Linked DNA regions of Mus musculus: regions 1, 2, 4 and 5 are each linked to region 3. The links are chromatin contacts, called in public Hi-C and promoter capture Hi-C maps. All regions are on one chromosome and are shown on one strand. The core of a region is the stretch at or near the end of the contact, and the rest is flanking DNA. Distances in the headings are between cores, read along the strand shown. Region 1 holds the start of Ints14 (integrator complex subunit 14). Region 2 holds the start of Glce (glucuronyl C5-epimerase). Region 3 holds the start of Map2k5 (mitogen-activated protein kinase kinase 5). Region 4 holds the start of Rplp1 (ribosomal protein, large, P1). Region 5 holds the start of Anp32a (acidic (leucine-rich) nuclear phosphoprotein 32 family, member A).

Region 1 (2,700 bases), core at 151-2,650, 1.6 Mb after region 3:
AGCCAGGACTACACAGAGAAATCCTGTCTCAAAAAACCAAACCAAAAAAGAAAAAAAAAAAAAAAAAGACTTATTCCTTTCTACGTCACCGAAAAGCCAGCTGTTCAGCAGAACGAGGACGACGACAACAAATCTGAACACCTATCAGATCATTAAAAATGAGCAAACTAATTAACTTAAGTTTAGTCTTTAAGGTCATAAACCAGACCATGTATCTAAGCTGGCCTAGAACAGCAATCCATGGCTGAATCATCACCACAATAGAGCAACTAGACAGATAACTCCTCTGTCTGCATAGTCTTGGCCAGATCTCTCCCATTACGGCTAAGTAATCAGGCTATATATTCTTACTTACCTAGAGCCCCATAACTGTTCAAACATAGCAAGGTCTTTTGAAATATTGAAACTAGCCTGGTTGGAGAAAGATGTCCTGCAGCAAACAAAAGCTAAGTCTACAGGCCATGCGGCCTTGATATTGGTTCCCCAGAGTCTAGTGTTGGCTTTCTCTGCCACCTCTAATAGAAAGAGGAAACATTAAAGAACAACAAACACTTTCCCACGGAGCAAGTTGTGGTAAGTCAGTTCTAAGAGTTTCCCTTCCTTATCCCGCTTGCAACCCATAAGCTTAAAGAAAGCCATATGCCTAAGACTTTACAGGGAGCTCTGTGTTCTCACTTGTAATTGCTGTTGTGAAGTATTGGTCTTTGAACCATAACTACCCAGCGTTCTGTTAGCATCCGTTGAGGCCTACTACTAACTGACATTCTCCAGGCCCCTACAGCCCACAGGGTTAGCAAGTCACCTTTTGCCCACCTCACCCTCTCATCCCCGCCCAGGAACTCCCTGAGGCATATGCTATGCTAGGGACACCTGGTGGAGAGAAGCAGGCAGGGACCCTCAAAGCCTTACATGGAATCCTAAAAGCAAAACCTTCAGCACATCTCAGGCACAAAAGCAATAACTGAGTCACGCTTCTGCCGGTCTCAAAGTCAGGGTAGGGAAATAACGTGGTACTAAGATCTCAATGCAACTTAGACTCAGGGCAGCCAGGTGCTTACAGTCTGAGCACTCAGCCGGGGATTACAGTTTTTTAAGAGTAGGAAGAGCATCCTACTGTTCTGTCGGTGTGACTGAGAATTCTGAAGAAGAAAAGCAATGACAGAAATGTTAGACACTGGCCAGGGGTCTACAGGTTAATAAAAAGGCAAAGCAGAGATAAATGGAGGGAGGCACCCAGAATGGGGTAAGACAAAGGGGGAAGGGCCAGAAACCCCCCGCAGGGCTCAGCCTGGGAGGAAATTGGGGCTCCGTGGGCAAGAGACAGAGGAGGAGCACCCCCTAGCGTCCCGGGAGAGCCACAACCCAGCGCCCGTGGGCTGGAAGCCCCGCCCAGCCCACGCTATTCGCTGCCTCCGGGTTCCCTTATGTCGCACGGCCCTTAAGTTCCGGCTATGGCGCGCGGACGGAAGGTTTAAGCGGACGGACAGAGGCTGGAGATGGGCTCCGGGTAAGTCAGGGAATGTGCCTGTTGAGGGCTGTGTTTCGATGGCGGTTGGGGTTACAGGGGAAGGAGTGGAAGGAACAACACAGGGCGGGCGGCGGACCTTCTCTGAGGCCCGCGTAGGGTGGCGGTCTCAGGGGCGCTGGCTCCAGGGCCTGCGACAGGCCTGCCCTCTGTGTGGCCCGGGTCTTGTAAGCAGCAGGATTCCGCGCTTGGGGCCGTGTTTCTTCCTCCCCTGAGAGTCTTCCGTCCCTGGACCCTGAGACTTCCGTCCCCTCTTTCCCCGAGAGTTCCATACAACAAATGTTTTGGGCTCGTTTTAAAGGTAAAGGTCTATTCTTCAGTTGCAGTCTTAAGTGAACTCTGCTGCACTTCAGGCTACCCATTCAGATATTAATCATCTGAGAATTTAGAGGAATTCGTAGGGCAAGCCAGAGCGACAGAAAAGCCGACGTGTATGCACTTAGAAACTGAAGTGGAGCTTTGAGAGATTCCTGAGCGTCAAATTGCTATGAATGGGCTAATGATCCCCTTCAGAGTAGAACTATAAATGTAATTGATGGCTTTTAGAGCAGTCATGTGGCGAGGATGTATCATCAGGAGTAGACTGTCCAGGAGAAAGAAAACCCTTGGTTATCTGAAACATTGTAAAATGGTACCAATTGGAAAGGCTGAGGGCGGTGTGGGGAAATTTGATCAGAGTCAGCCCAAGTGAGAAATACATCGTGTTATCTACTAATGAGAGATCTTTTATTTTTCAGTTTTGTGGCTAAGCCCAGACTGCTTGAGTGAAACAGCCTTCAGGGACGTTCCATTCTTTCGTTTATCCCAGTGCTTACAACCCAAAAACAAAATTGGATTGCCACAAGTCGGCCACGGCTGAGGAAGTGCACTCGGGCCCTGACACAAATGCATCAGTCAGGAGAAAGAGCCAGCTTCTCAGGTGTCTTCAGAGAAGGCCAGACTGACAGCTGCGGTCACCCATTGCAGTGCTAGCAGCAATTTCATGGACTGGAAGTGCTTGTTGGTACTTGATCCAGAAAACTGTTTCTCAATCTCTTAAGAGGTGAGGGCGTGATCATCAGCTTTAAAAACCATAAAGGCTTCCGTGCATAAATGTGACCCACAAGAGCTGGATAAACTGCACCTGAGCAGAAGTGCAGGACTCCCTGGTGGCTCTGCTTAAATAAGAAAGTGTA
Region 2 (2,700 bases), core at 115-2,614, 1.3 Mb before region 3:
CGGTAAAAACTGATGTACCAGAATTCTCTAAAGAAGCTCAATAGGGCATCATTAACAGGTTGCCAATGACGCTTTTGTAGAAATCTGGACTTGAGACATACATACATAATATGCTACACTTTTGTTTTTAATTACCCCTCTTCCACAAAACCTTTAGAAAGGATGCTTCTTGGCACTACCTAACACCCAGGCAAATTCAGGACAGATTTAACCATGCAAGACCATCAAACACTACCTAAAACAGAAAGCCCAAATCGCACAGCCGCCCTACCCTCAGATCTAAACCCTCACTCAACAGTCAGGTATTCCAGACAACATGCTCAAGTCTGGTATCGCTCCTCTCCTCTCCTCCGGAGATCAGAGCTCCGGCGACACCAGCGCGTCCCCAAAGGTATCCTGGGGCAAAGAAAAGAAAACTGCAGAACAAGCCCACTGTGTCTCCAACTAGGCAACTGCCCCGATCAAGCGTCCAACGAAGAAGCACTGAGTTAAATCTCATCGAGAAAGAGAGAGAGACCAGATCGAGACCGTCAGATACCGAAAGCCACAAGCAGTGCCATGGGGTGGCTCCTGAAACCGGGTCTGGCACCCCTGGAGACCCAGAGACCGCTGAGCCGCGCCCACACGGCAAAATCACCCTCCTTGTCGCCCCGAAAAAGAATGGGGACCATCACGCACAGTTACCGCCCCCCTCTGGGCGAAGCAGAAACCCCAATACAAATGTTGGTCTCCCCATGCACGCTTCCCGCCCCCACCCACACCCACCCAGTCCGTTCCTTCCCGGGAGGGACACGGGCATCGTCTTATCACCCCATGGCGACCTTAAACAAACCCAAGTCTCTGGAACCCTGACATCCTCCTGCTTTACCCCAGGAATGCCAAGCGGACCCCTCTCCGCTCATAGGTCTCCCCGTGCCCTCCGGACAAGGCTAAACTGTATCCCAAGCCCCTCAACTGCACGGGATCGCCAGAAATGGTCTCCAAGTCCCAGAACCGCGCTATGCCAGCACCCGGGCTCTCAGGCAGGACACAGGACGCGCTCCCGCGACCCTAGAGACCCGGGACCGCCTGGGCAGCCACCCACCCCCACTCCAAAGCCAAAGAAGCCCCGAGACCCCAGCCCCCGCCGCGTCACCCAAGATCCCCGCACTCGGAACGCCGCGCATCCCCGGGAGCCGCCCCCGTCGCGAGCCCACTTGCCACGGCCGCCCCTCAGCCACGACACGACGAGCTCCCTCACCTGAGGCGCGTCGGCGGACGAGCGGCCCCCAGAGCCCTGAGGAAAACTGAAGCGAGCGGCAGAGACACGGCGGCCCAGGCCTGCGCTGCCGCAGCTCCAGCCTCTCGGCGAGGAAGCGCTCGTGTGAGGAGAGCCCGCCCGCTCGGCGCGCTACTGGGGAGCCGAGCCGCCGCCGTGCCCGCGGCTCTTCCCGCGAGATCCCAGCCACGGTAAGGGGCGAGGCCATGCCGGGGAGGAGAGGGCGGGACGGAGGCTCTTCGAATGGCAGCTCCGTCAGCCTGTTAGATTCGGTGTAGAAGGCGGGGTCACCAAGAGGAGGGGCCATATTAAGGGGAGGAGCTATGATGAGGGGGCGGAGAGTCCTCGAATGACAGTTCCAAAAAACCAATCAACGGTGGCAGCGCAGAAGGCGGGACTCGCATTCTCCTGTGACCAATTGCAAAAGAGTAGAGCTAATTCTCCCCGCCTATCATCAATAAATTGCGGGCGAAGGTGTTGCTGACCCGATGTCAGTTTGCTACCTGGGCAGTTGCAGAGGTACTTTAGATGACGTGGTTTGGGCAAAGTTTGGTCCTCTTCGGCCGCCGTAGAGACACTTAGCGGAGAAGCTGAACTAAATAGTGCTTAAACCGAAGAGCTGTCCGTGCGTTTTCACTGCTCTCTGAAGTGAACAGGGAGGTCCCATCTGCCAGCCTGAAGACTTACAGCCTCACTTTACTCACTTCGGTCTCCTCCTTTAGTGTAGCTTTCTCCCATTTCGGACTCTCTTCCGTTTTTATTTCAAACGGCGATGATATCGTCACGGGTGCTTTAAGCTCCAACCCAGTTTATCTGGTCCAACAAAGGACCTTTCTAATTCATTTGTGCGTTCTACTTAAAGTCTTCCACAAAGATGAAGAACGAAATCTCAAACGAGTGCTAACCTAACAAACCCGAGAACTTGTATCTTTACAGACCATAGGGCCCAGTAATGTTTAGCACAGGTAGGGTATAGAGCATTCAATAAATCTAAAAGGAAGGAATGGAAACTGTGGTGCTTATCTGTACTGGCTTCAGAAACTGGGCTTTCCTAGCCTTTCCCATTCCCCCCTCACATTTAAGTCCCTTCACTCATTATTATGCCTGCCCTGTAGCTTTCCTTCATCTTCCCCTAGTCTCCCTTGCCCAACACAAAAAGTAGCCTTACTCTTTCTCAAGGTTAACTCCTGCCCTTGTGCACTGGACCTCAGCCAGGCCCAGACTCAGTCAGCTCCCCCACCCCCACCCCCACCCCCATTATCAATTTTTTAGCCCCTTTATCCCCAGAACACACTCATTATCCCCTGTTATTTGAACAGAACACAACTACCCTGCCGGTTCTATCCACTCGAGCTGCCCTGTCCTGAGAATCCCACGTCTTGAGAAAATTAAAGTGTATTGTGGTCCCCACCTTCTCATCCCTTATTTCCCTGCTACAATAC
Region 3 (2,700 bases), core at 84-2,583:
AGATGTAAATTTTCCCTGAACACTCAACATCTCTGAAATTGAGCTGTGTTTGTCACGGAATGATGTGCTGTAGTTCTAACAGGCAGCATCCTTTCCATATTGATAGTTAAGTCTAGGTCTCCCATTCAGTGGCATCTAAGGTTTGCTTAACCATTGTAAACTAAGATTGCCCTGGTGTCCCTTTCCCAGCAGGTCACAAGTTCAGGAAACTCAGCAGTGACAGGGCTAGAATGAGGGCAGGAATCCTTTCCAAATACTTGAGAAAAATATAAGAAACAGTTTTAAAACTCTTTACATCCCAGTTGTCTGCACTGGTGTGTAAGTCACAGTCCAGACTGTGAGCTTCCTGAGGGCAGGGGTTCAGTCGGATACATCAATTTCCCAGGGCGCTGCACATTTACCAGTTTTCAGTGAGTGCAATTAACCGAGACTGTGGTTAAAACAGGTAAGTTGACCCCACCAGAGGCCAGCTCAGGCCACCAATGGTCAAGATGCTGCCTATCCAGATCCATAATCCCCAACGCTGGGATTTGGCCACTAAAGTCACCACTCACCAGAACATCCCTGAAGAGTAACTGCGGCCCGGAGTGCACGGTCCAGTCCACCGCGCCACTATTTGGAATCTTGATCCGAATCACCAGCACCTGGTTCTCCATGGCACAGAAGGGGCCAAGGGCCAGCCACAGCATTACAGGTTAAAGGGTCTCACATCCTGGGGCGAGGGGTACCGACCTGCCCCTACTTAGGAGGAGCCCCAAGAAGTGACAAGGGGAACGATAGACAGAAGGCAGGCGATAAATAGGGAGCAAGAAGATGGGGAGAAGTGAAGAGGAGCGATCAGGAGGGAGCTTGCAGGCCCAAAACCAGGCCCAGGTCGTGTGGAGTGTCCCTAGGAGAGGATGCACTGTTGGGGGACCGGCCAAGAGGAATTAGTAGAGAGCGGAAGGTCCTGGAGTTACAAAAGTGGACAAAACAGAACCCACAAGCATTCTGTAGTCCTTGTGAGTAAGAGGAGACAGCGGAGCAACGGCCTGGTTTAAGGCAGGTACAGTGGCCAGGGTCCTGCCGTCCTGAGTGTCTCGGTGGGCAAGGGGACGGTGGCCGGGCGCCGCGGGCTGGGTCGGGGCTGTTTCGGAGGTGCACCGGTGGCGCCTGCCCTCCAACCAGGCAGGGGGGCCCAGGGCCGCGGGGTCAAGGGGCGGGTCCCGGACCGCAGCCGGAACCGGAGGGCGCGGCGCGTGCAGGATCGTCCGACTGAGGCCCGCGTCCCGGCAGCGGAGGTGGCGGCGAGAGGAGGAGGAAGGCGGCCGTTAGACCGCTGTTACTCCGGAACCAAAACGCGATGGCGCCGGAACCCGGGGAGCCGACATGTGGGACCCGCCTCCTGGGGCGCCATGTTGGAAGAGGGCAGCTGGGGCGGAGCAGGGATCTCGTGCTAGGACTGGCTGACTTCCATCTCTTCAGGTAGTGGTAAAGGAGCCTAGAAAACCCAGGAAGACACGGATCTACGGCTGGGGGCTGTCCGTAAAACAATTTAAGGTTTGATCATGCAGAAAAGGCGGTGAAGGACAAGACGGCAGCACCAGCTTGTCAAGTTATATACCTTTTACTATCCGCGGGTTTGTTACATTAAATCGGCAAGAGCCAGGCAAGACCTTTTTATTAAAAAAAGAAAAAAAAAAAAAAAAGCATGTTTTTATGCCCCTTCTTCCAATTAACAGTTCCAAAATACCACTATTTTTTCTCCCACGTTAGCAAAGTGTGCATGAATTTTTCAGTGAGGTCCTTTACCCTAACCAGTGACCTACAGTACCAAGCAATCTCCTACTCAAAAGCAACAGTAAAGAAACTCAATGGAGAGCGCTTAACTGCCTGGGGACAGCTGTATTTCTGGCATCATAATATCTTATTCAACCGTTGCAAAAATATCCCGTCTGTTCCATATATTTTCAGCTAAATTGCAGTGTTTATGCAGTCAGTGATAGCAGGGCAGTAGCCGTAAACCTTGGTTATTTTTAAATGCCTTGTTACCTCACATTTTAAAGTGCATAATCCTGTTGATCTATGTGTCTATACAAAAGAATTGCTTACAAATGGCAACGTGTAGGTAGGCCCTTTATTTGTAATTAAATTATGCTATTATCTCTACCTTTTGGGGCTGATTATGCATAAACATAGTGCGTGGGGTGGTGGGACCAGTGTCCACTTTCCCCGGAATAAACAGATATGTGATTAATGTAAGAGGAGGAACAATTAAATGTTGATCATTTTCAATGTAATACCAAAATTTGTGGCATAATTTCCTCTACTTGGGCTTTTTTCCTGTTGCATTTGAAAGGCCATTGTAGGAGATAAATGACCATCTTTTAGTTATTATTCCTTAATAGCTTAGGTAGGAATTCACGTAGACCGATTCTCCAGGTACTGTTGGAACTACCCCTTTGTAACTGCTCTTCAGTGCTAAAGAAAAATTCACTATTTTGCCATGTACTTCTTAATCTAAACTTTATTTCTATTATTAAGGAAAATTAACTACAAAACTAGAGATTTTCTATTAACCTATGATTTGTTAAAACGTCTTTTTAAAAATTCATAGTACCATAGGGAAAACCAACACCATTTGCCAAATTTGCATGTATATTCTGAAGCACTTTTTTAAATATATGAATGGCAGTCTCTCAGCTTCCCAAATATCTAAAG
Region 4 (2,730 bases), core at 76-2,575, 1.5 Mb before region 3:
CTTTGGTCAAGACCCTCCTTCCCTGACATTTTTTTGGGACCTGCTACCATCTCTGAAACTCCAAGAGCTTTGTGGCTTACAAGTGAGACCAGTCCACCTACAGGTTCAGCTCTTTATTAGCCAACTTAACAAAAGCAGTTTAGTCAAAAAGACCGAAGCCCATGTCATCTTCAGACTCCTCGGACTCTTCCTTCTTTGCCTCCACTTTCTTCTCCTCAGCTGGGGCGGCGGCAGTGGATGGAGCAGCACCACCAGCAGGCGCAGCTCCAGCTGCTGGAGCGGGCCCACCAGCCCCTACATTGCAGATGAGGCTCCCAATGTTGACATTGGCCAGAGCCTACAACAGAGACATAGAAAAGGCTTTTAGTTTTGTGCTGCAAGATTTAATGATTCAATTAAGCTCTTTTCACCCATGAGACCAAAGCAATGTTCAGGACTACAGGGAATCAATATACAACTGCCACCAGTTGATTGACCCCACTTGCCAGAAATAAAGCTGTTTGTATAAATAGAATGTAGCTATCCACTTTGCATGAATCTCACTGCTTCAAATGCCCAAACTTAAGAGGCAACAAAACTCATTCTCAAGCCATGGACCGTGAAGGCCTGACATAAAAGCCACATCAATAAGTACAAACTAAGATACAAAAATCAAGGCTGGTGGTGGAAATCGTACATTACCAAGTGTAACCCCAAAACTTACCTTGGCAAACAAGCCAGGCCAGAAAGGTTCGACGCTGACACCAGCTGCTTTAATGAGGGCATTGATCTTATCCTCCTGGAACACAAACGCCAACCCGTCAGAACGATCAGAATGCGGCTAAAACTCAGTCACTTATACAGAGTTAAGTTTCGTACTTGGGCTAAAGTCAACCTTAAAAAAGACAAGGCCAGGTTTGAAGGCTCAGCGGGCTGTGGGATTGTCCCGCAGGCCTGACGACCTGAGTTCGAGGCCTAAAACTTAGATAAAAACAGCCCACTCTAAACAGTAGGCCTAACATGCGCGCTCGGGACCGCCATTCACCTGTCTCGGGTTGGGCCGCGCGGGGAGGACAGAGCGCATACGCCTCACAGGCCTCCAAGTCACCGAATGCCTGAGAATGCGAAGTCCGGGCGGAGCCGGGTGTCCGCCGCACAAACACGTGGCCGGCCCGGGGTTATCCCGCACTTACCGTGACCGTCACCTCGTCGTCGTGCAGGATGAGGGCGGAGTAGATGCAAGCGAGCTCGGAGACGGAAGCCATGCTGTAGACTGCCGGCACGGTGCTAGTCGCCGGATGAAGTGAGGGCCTCACCCCAACGCGGCCTTAGCTTCCTCGGAAGGACCGAGCACCTTGGCGGCAGCTGAGGAAAAGATCATATACGCCTGCGCGCAGCTTCTTATGGGACCGCGCCGACCAATCGATGCCCGACTCGAGACGGAAGGGGCAGGGCCAAAACCGAGAGGAGGCGCGTCTGCAGAACGCAGTTCCGGATTTGCGCGTTCGACTTCCGGTGCGATTGGCCTTTGGGGCTTGCGAATATTACAAGTGCTCAACAGTAGAGATTAACAGGCTAAAGGGAGAGAGCTATCGGGGGAGACGTACTGCTTAAACTGACAGGCGCGTTCCCACGGCTTGGGTACACTGAAAAGTCGCTCTCCGCCTCAAGCCTTGCGGATCACGTGGTGGACTTCCCAACCCACCCTCACCCCGGGCGTGCGCGCCGTAGTAACTGTGTCTGTGATGAGGTTGATAAATACCACCCGGGACCCGGAGTTGCATATCAAATGCAATATATCGTGGTTAATGTTTAATTCATTACATTGAAAAAGCACAGAGGGGCGGAAGTTAAGCCATCTTGCAGCTCTCAGGTTTGGCTCCCGCACCCCGAAAAGTGCCAGGAAATCCAGTAACAGGGGCTCTGATCCTGACAGAGGTCAGCAGACACGCTCAAGTACACATAAAAGTAAACACTCTTTAAAGTGTCACGCGAGGTATGGTGAGGAAAAAACCCACAGAAGTAGGAGACCACGTGATAAAATTCGGCAACTAATTATATAGAACCCCTAGAAAACCAGGAGAGTAACTTTGATGCGCAGACATCAAAAGCAAGTATCAATAAACAAACGTTTTCCTTTGCCTCTCTTTTAGTGCATGGTACTTTGTCACAGCAATAGAAACCCCAAGTGCTCATATACACAATTAAATAAAAACACCCCTCAGGTTAGGGTACAGCTCGTGTGTGGTCAGCTTGTGTAGAGGTGACCTTGGTGCTAGAAACTTGCAACTAGAATGTAGTGCATACTAGATTAAGTGGTTTCTTTAAAGTTAATAAAATTCTAATCTCAGGACCACAAAGAAGCTATGAAACAGCAAAAGGAACCTAAGTAGAGCAATATAGTTTTCACAGATAAGAGCCTAAAACGGAGAATTTTCTCCAAGTAATATAGTTCCAATCAAAATTCTGTTCATGATCTCAGTGGAATTTGACATGGCCTTCAGTCTAAACACACACACACACACACACCCTGACAGGGTGTCATGTACCTCAGCTGGCCTTGAACTTGCTATGTGGTTGAAGATTACCTGGAATGTTGGATCTTCCTCCCCTGCCTGGGATTGATTTTAAGTATCCAGGTCATGCTGGGCTAGGGATTAACTCCAGGGCGGGTACACACTAAGCACTCCAGCCACTCAGCTACATCTCAGACCCCCTTAAGCTTACTTTGAGACATGCTCTTTTTTTTTT
Region 5 (2,700 bases), core at 16-2,515, 1.0 Mb before region 3:
CGTAAAGAAATTACATATTTACCCAGACGAAATGGTTTTATTTTGTACTTCCAGCTACTTAGAATAAACATTTATCAGCTTTCAAATCCATTTGTTTGATCTAAAAGAACTAACTAAATAAAATACTTAGTTCTAATGTCTCAAAAAAAGAATTACTTTGGGGGTGTTTGCAGAAGCGTGTAGATGAAGACACATAGGAAAAGACACTATGATAAAGTTGTGTGAATAAAATTAAACATGTATCCCGTAATTTGTTCACAGCCGGACATCCACATAGTACCATGAGGTCCGAGGGCTGCCCATAGGAAGCTGGTAACCCAATGGGAACCAGGGCTGTAAAGGTTTCTTAAAAAACGTAACGTGGTCGAACAAAAACAAAACCCAAAGCAACTGTAAGACCTGGCGTAAGTGCCCCCAGTTAGCGACTCTTTGGCAATGCAGATCCAACCAAACGATTAGAATGAAACGTGCAACGCTCTCTCTCAAAAAATCCTATAAAGCCCGTCAATTATGTTCGGCTCTGAGAATCGGCAGTTCCCAGCACCTTCCTTTTCCACTTTTTAATATTTTATACAGTTCTCCATCTGCGGCCTTTCCATTCATTAATTGCCCTATACAAGATCCCCCCGATGACTCTCGGGGAATTGCTTCTTTTAAGACAGGGCATCAGATTGCCAAGCCTCTGGGGTCGAGATCGCGCCCTCGCTCCTTTGGATGTGGGAGCGTCATGCACTTAAGACTTGATTATTTAATTGCGGAGATGGGAGCAGACCGGTCGGAGGGGTTGTGCCAAGTGGGCATCCCGGGGTGTGTGTGTGTGTGGTGGGATTTGTCCTTCGTGCGCTCCAAAAATGCGCGCCCTCCTTGGGCCTGCCTTGTGCCCGCGCGCCCCAGGCCTCGTCCGCCCGCCCAGCACCCAGAGGATGCCCCCGCAAGGACCCCGCCCCTCCCGTGTCCACGCACCTGCGGCCCCGCCCCCGGCCACGAACCTTCAGGTCCACGCACCTGCCCTGCCTTCCCTCCCGCCCCCAGCGCGCAACCACCAAGGTGCAGCCGCGCTCCTCTTCGGCGGCCCCGGTATCTAAAGGGGTCCGTCTCCGGCACCACAGCCAAATGGCTGAGCCTCCCTGGCCCGCTGCGCAGGATGCCCATTGGACCCTGCCCCCCGCCGCCACCACCACTATTGGCTGGCGTCCGAAGCCTCGCCATTTGATTGGCTCTTGTTGCCGCCGCTCCACGCAAGGAGCCGCAGGTCCCGCCTCTACGGCGATCAGGTTAGTGTGCGCCGCGGGTGCTGGGGGCTCGAGAACCGAGCGGAGCTGGTTGAGCCTTCAAAGTCCTAAAACGCGCGGCCGTGGGTTCGGGGTTTATTGATTGAATTCCGCTGGCGCAGGATCCTCTGCAGAAAGAGAGAGCGCGAGAGATGGAGATGGACAAACGGATTTATTTAGAGCTGCGGAACAGGACGCCCTCTGATGTGAGCATTTGCCAAAAATATCTCTGTCGGTCCATTCTCCTACTTTGTGTTATGTGTGCGTGTGTGTTTTGGGGGGAAGGCACTTTTTTATGGAGGGGGGCTCCGGGGAAGGTGTGGGGTTTGGGGTCTGACTGCAAATGAATTGCAAGGTTGGATGGCGGGGGTGGGGGGGGTTGCAATGCCACCGGAGCATGTTTCGTCCGCCGTCGCTGCTGCCCTTGGTGTGTGACTGACTACCTGTGCGTGTGCTCCCGCGTGTGCGGGTATGGGTGCGAGGGTGTGCGTGCGAGTGTGCACCCAGCGGGGGGCCGGCGGGGCGCACGCGTTCGGGTCGGAGGGAAGGCGGCAATTTCACCCTCGTCCGAGCTCTCAGCTCCCACGACTTGCATCTGGATGGAAAAGATGATCGAGGGGAGGAGAAGATGGGCTGCCTCCTGGATTAAACAACAAAAAGGGGTTGTTATATTTTAGAAGCGTAACCCCCTTTCCGCCCCCTCCCGCGCCTGCCCCCTCCCTTTGCAGTCTCTTTCGCTCGCTCGCACACAATAAGTTTTGGGCTTCGCGAGTCCGGTATAGTTTCTGATCAATGTAGCCCGAGGACCCCGGGGAGAGCGCGTGGGGACCCGACTGCTGCGGAGTTGGGAGATGGCTCGAGTTTAAAGCGCGTCTTCGTTTCTCTGCGGGGATGAGGCGAGAGGTGGGGAGCCATATTTGTAACTTTGTCGTGTTCGTGAACGCGCCCTTTCTCTCCCTCCCTCCCTTTCTCTGTCTGCCTTCCTTCTCCTTTCTCTCTCACTCTTTCCACCCCACCTTTGGGCCAGATGCTGTCTTTTCTCCCTTCTTCCTCGCGGAAAGGGAGGGGGGGTACCTTAGGTTAAGGGGGAGGGATTGTGAAGTGTGCAAATGCTCAGATAATCCTCGCGCCTCCCCAACCACGAGCGTCGCTAATGTAAGTTGCCCGGAGGCTGCGTCCCGTTCTGGCCCCCGGCTCCCTCCCCAGATGCCAGCCTTGGCACCCTGACGCCTCATCGGCAGCAGACACCCCACCTTCCCGGTCCTTGCTTCTCCTGGGGTGGGCTCCCTGGCAGCCATTCGGCGCTTGGTTAATAAATGGGCACGAGAAACTTTATCAGAACCCGAGCTGCCCAGAGCTAGTGCCGCTGTGGGGACCGACCCAGTCTACATTCTTGCGGGCACGGCAGGCACGCAGCTCTGGGATGGGC

Evidence for each region. Promoter capture Hi-C pulls out the DNA fragments that hold promoters and counts their contacts. A called contact is a pair of places that touch in the nucleus more often than the background predicts.
Region 1: a contact with region 3 is called in a promoter capture Hi-C map of liver, with 5 times the contacts expected there. The contact joins the promoter of Ints14 here to the promoter of Map2k5 in region 3. A contact is called at or near these places in 3 of 39 promoter capture datasets (hippocampal neurons and liver), 2 of 484 Hi-C or Micro-C datasets (B cells and CD8 T cells) and 1 of 9 other capture datasets (liver).
Region 2: a promoter capture Hi-C map of liver shows a contact between it and region 3, with 2.4 times the contacts expected there. The contact joins the promoter of Glce here to the promoter of Map2k5 in region 3. A contact is called at or near these places in 2 of 39 promoter capture datasets (erythroid cells and liver), 1 of 484 Hi-C or Micro-C datasets (CD8 T cells) and 1 of 115 datasets of contacts at active chromatin or transcription factors (astrocytes).
Region 4: a promoter capture Hi-C map of liver shows a contact between it and region 3, with 5 times the contacts expected there. The contact joins the promoter of Rplp1 here to the promoter of Map2k5 in region 3. A contact is called at or near these places in 1 of 39 promoter capture datasets (liver) and 2 of 484 Hi-C or Micro-C datasets (B cells and rod photoreceptor).
Region 5: a Hi-C map of regulatory T cells shows a contact between it and region 3, with 10 times the contacts expected there. The contact joins the promoter of Anp32a here to the promoter of Map2k5 in region 3. A contact is called at or near these places in 2 of 39 promoter capture datasets (erythroid cells and pre-B cells), 1 of 484 Hi-C or Micro-C datasets (regulatory T cells) and 1 of 115 datasets of contacts at active chromatin or transcription factors (embryonic stem cells).

Annotation. Positions count from the first base shown.
Region 1 is chr9:64,959,432-64,962,131 of GRCm38.p6, forward strand. Ints14 (integrator complex subunit 14) reads left to right here and starts at 1,401. Exons shown (of 13, transcript NM_001077631.2): 1 at 1,401-1,507; 2 at 2,263-2,567.
Region 2 is chr9:62,121,245-62,123,944 of GRCm38.p6, forward strand. It overlaps Glce (glucuronyl C5-epimerase), which reads right to left and starts at 1,365. Exons shown (of 5, transcript NM_033320.5): 1 at 1,241-1,365. Mir5133 (microRNA 5133) reads right to left here and starts at 1,350; the gene lies at 1,274-1,350.
Region 3 is chr9:63,376,569-63,379,268 of GRCm38.p6, forward strand. It overlaps Map2k5 (mitogen-activated protein kinase kinase 5), which reads right to left and starts at 1,334. Exons shown (of 22, transcript NM_011840.3): 1 at 555-1,334. The coding sequence starts at 689.
Region 4 is chr9:61,913,185-61,915,914 of GRCm38.p6, forward strand. It overlaps Rplp1 (ribosomal protein, large, P1), which reads right to left and starts at 1,326. Exons shown (of 3, transcript NM_018853.3): 1 at 1,173-1,326; 2 at 704-778; 3 at 99-337. The coding sequence starts at 1,244. The coding sequence ends at 140.
Region 5 is chr9:62,340,078-62,342,777 of GRCm38.p6, forward strand. Anp32a (acidic (leucine-rich) nuclear phosphoprotein 32 family, member A) reads left to right here and starts at 1,266. Exons shown (of 7, transcript NM_009672.3): 1 at 1,266-1,477. The coding sequence starts at 1,424. It overlaps Gm20346 (predicted gene, 20346), which reads right to left. Exons shown (of 2, transcript NM_001378702.1): 2 at 1,425-1,911. The coding sequence ends at 1,847.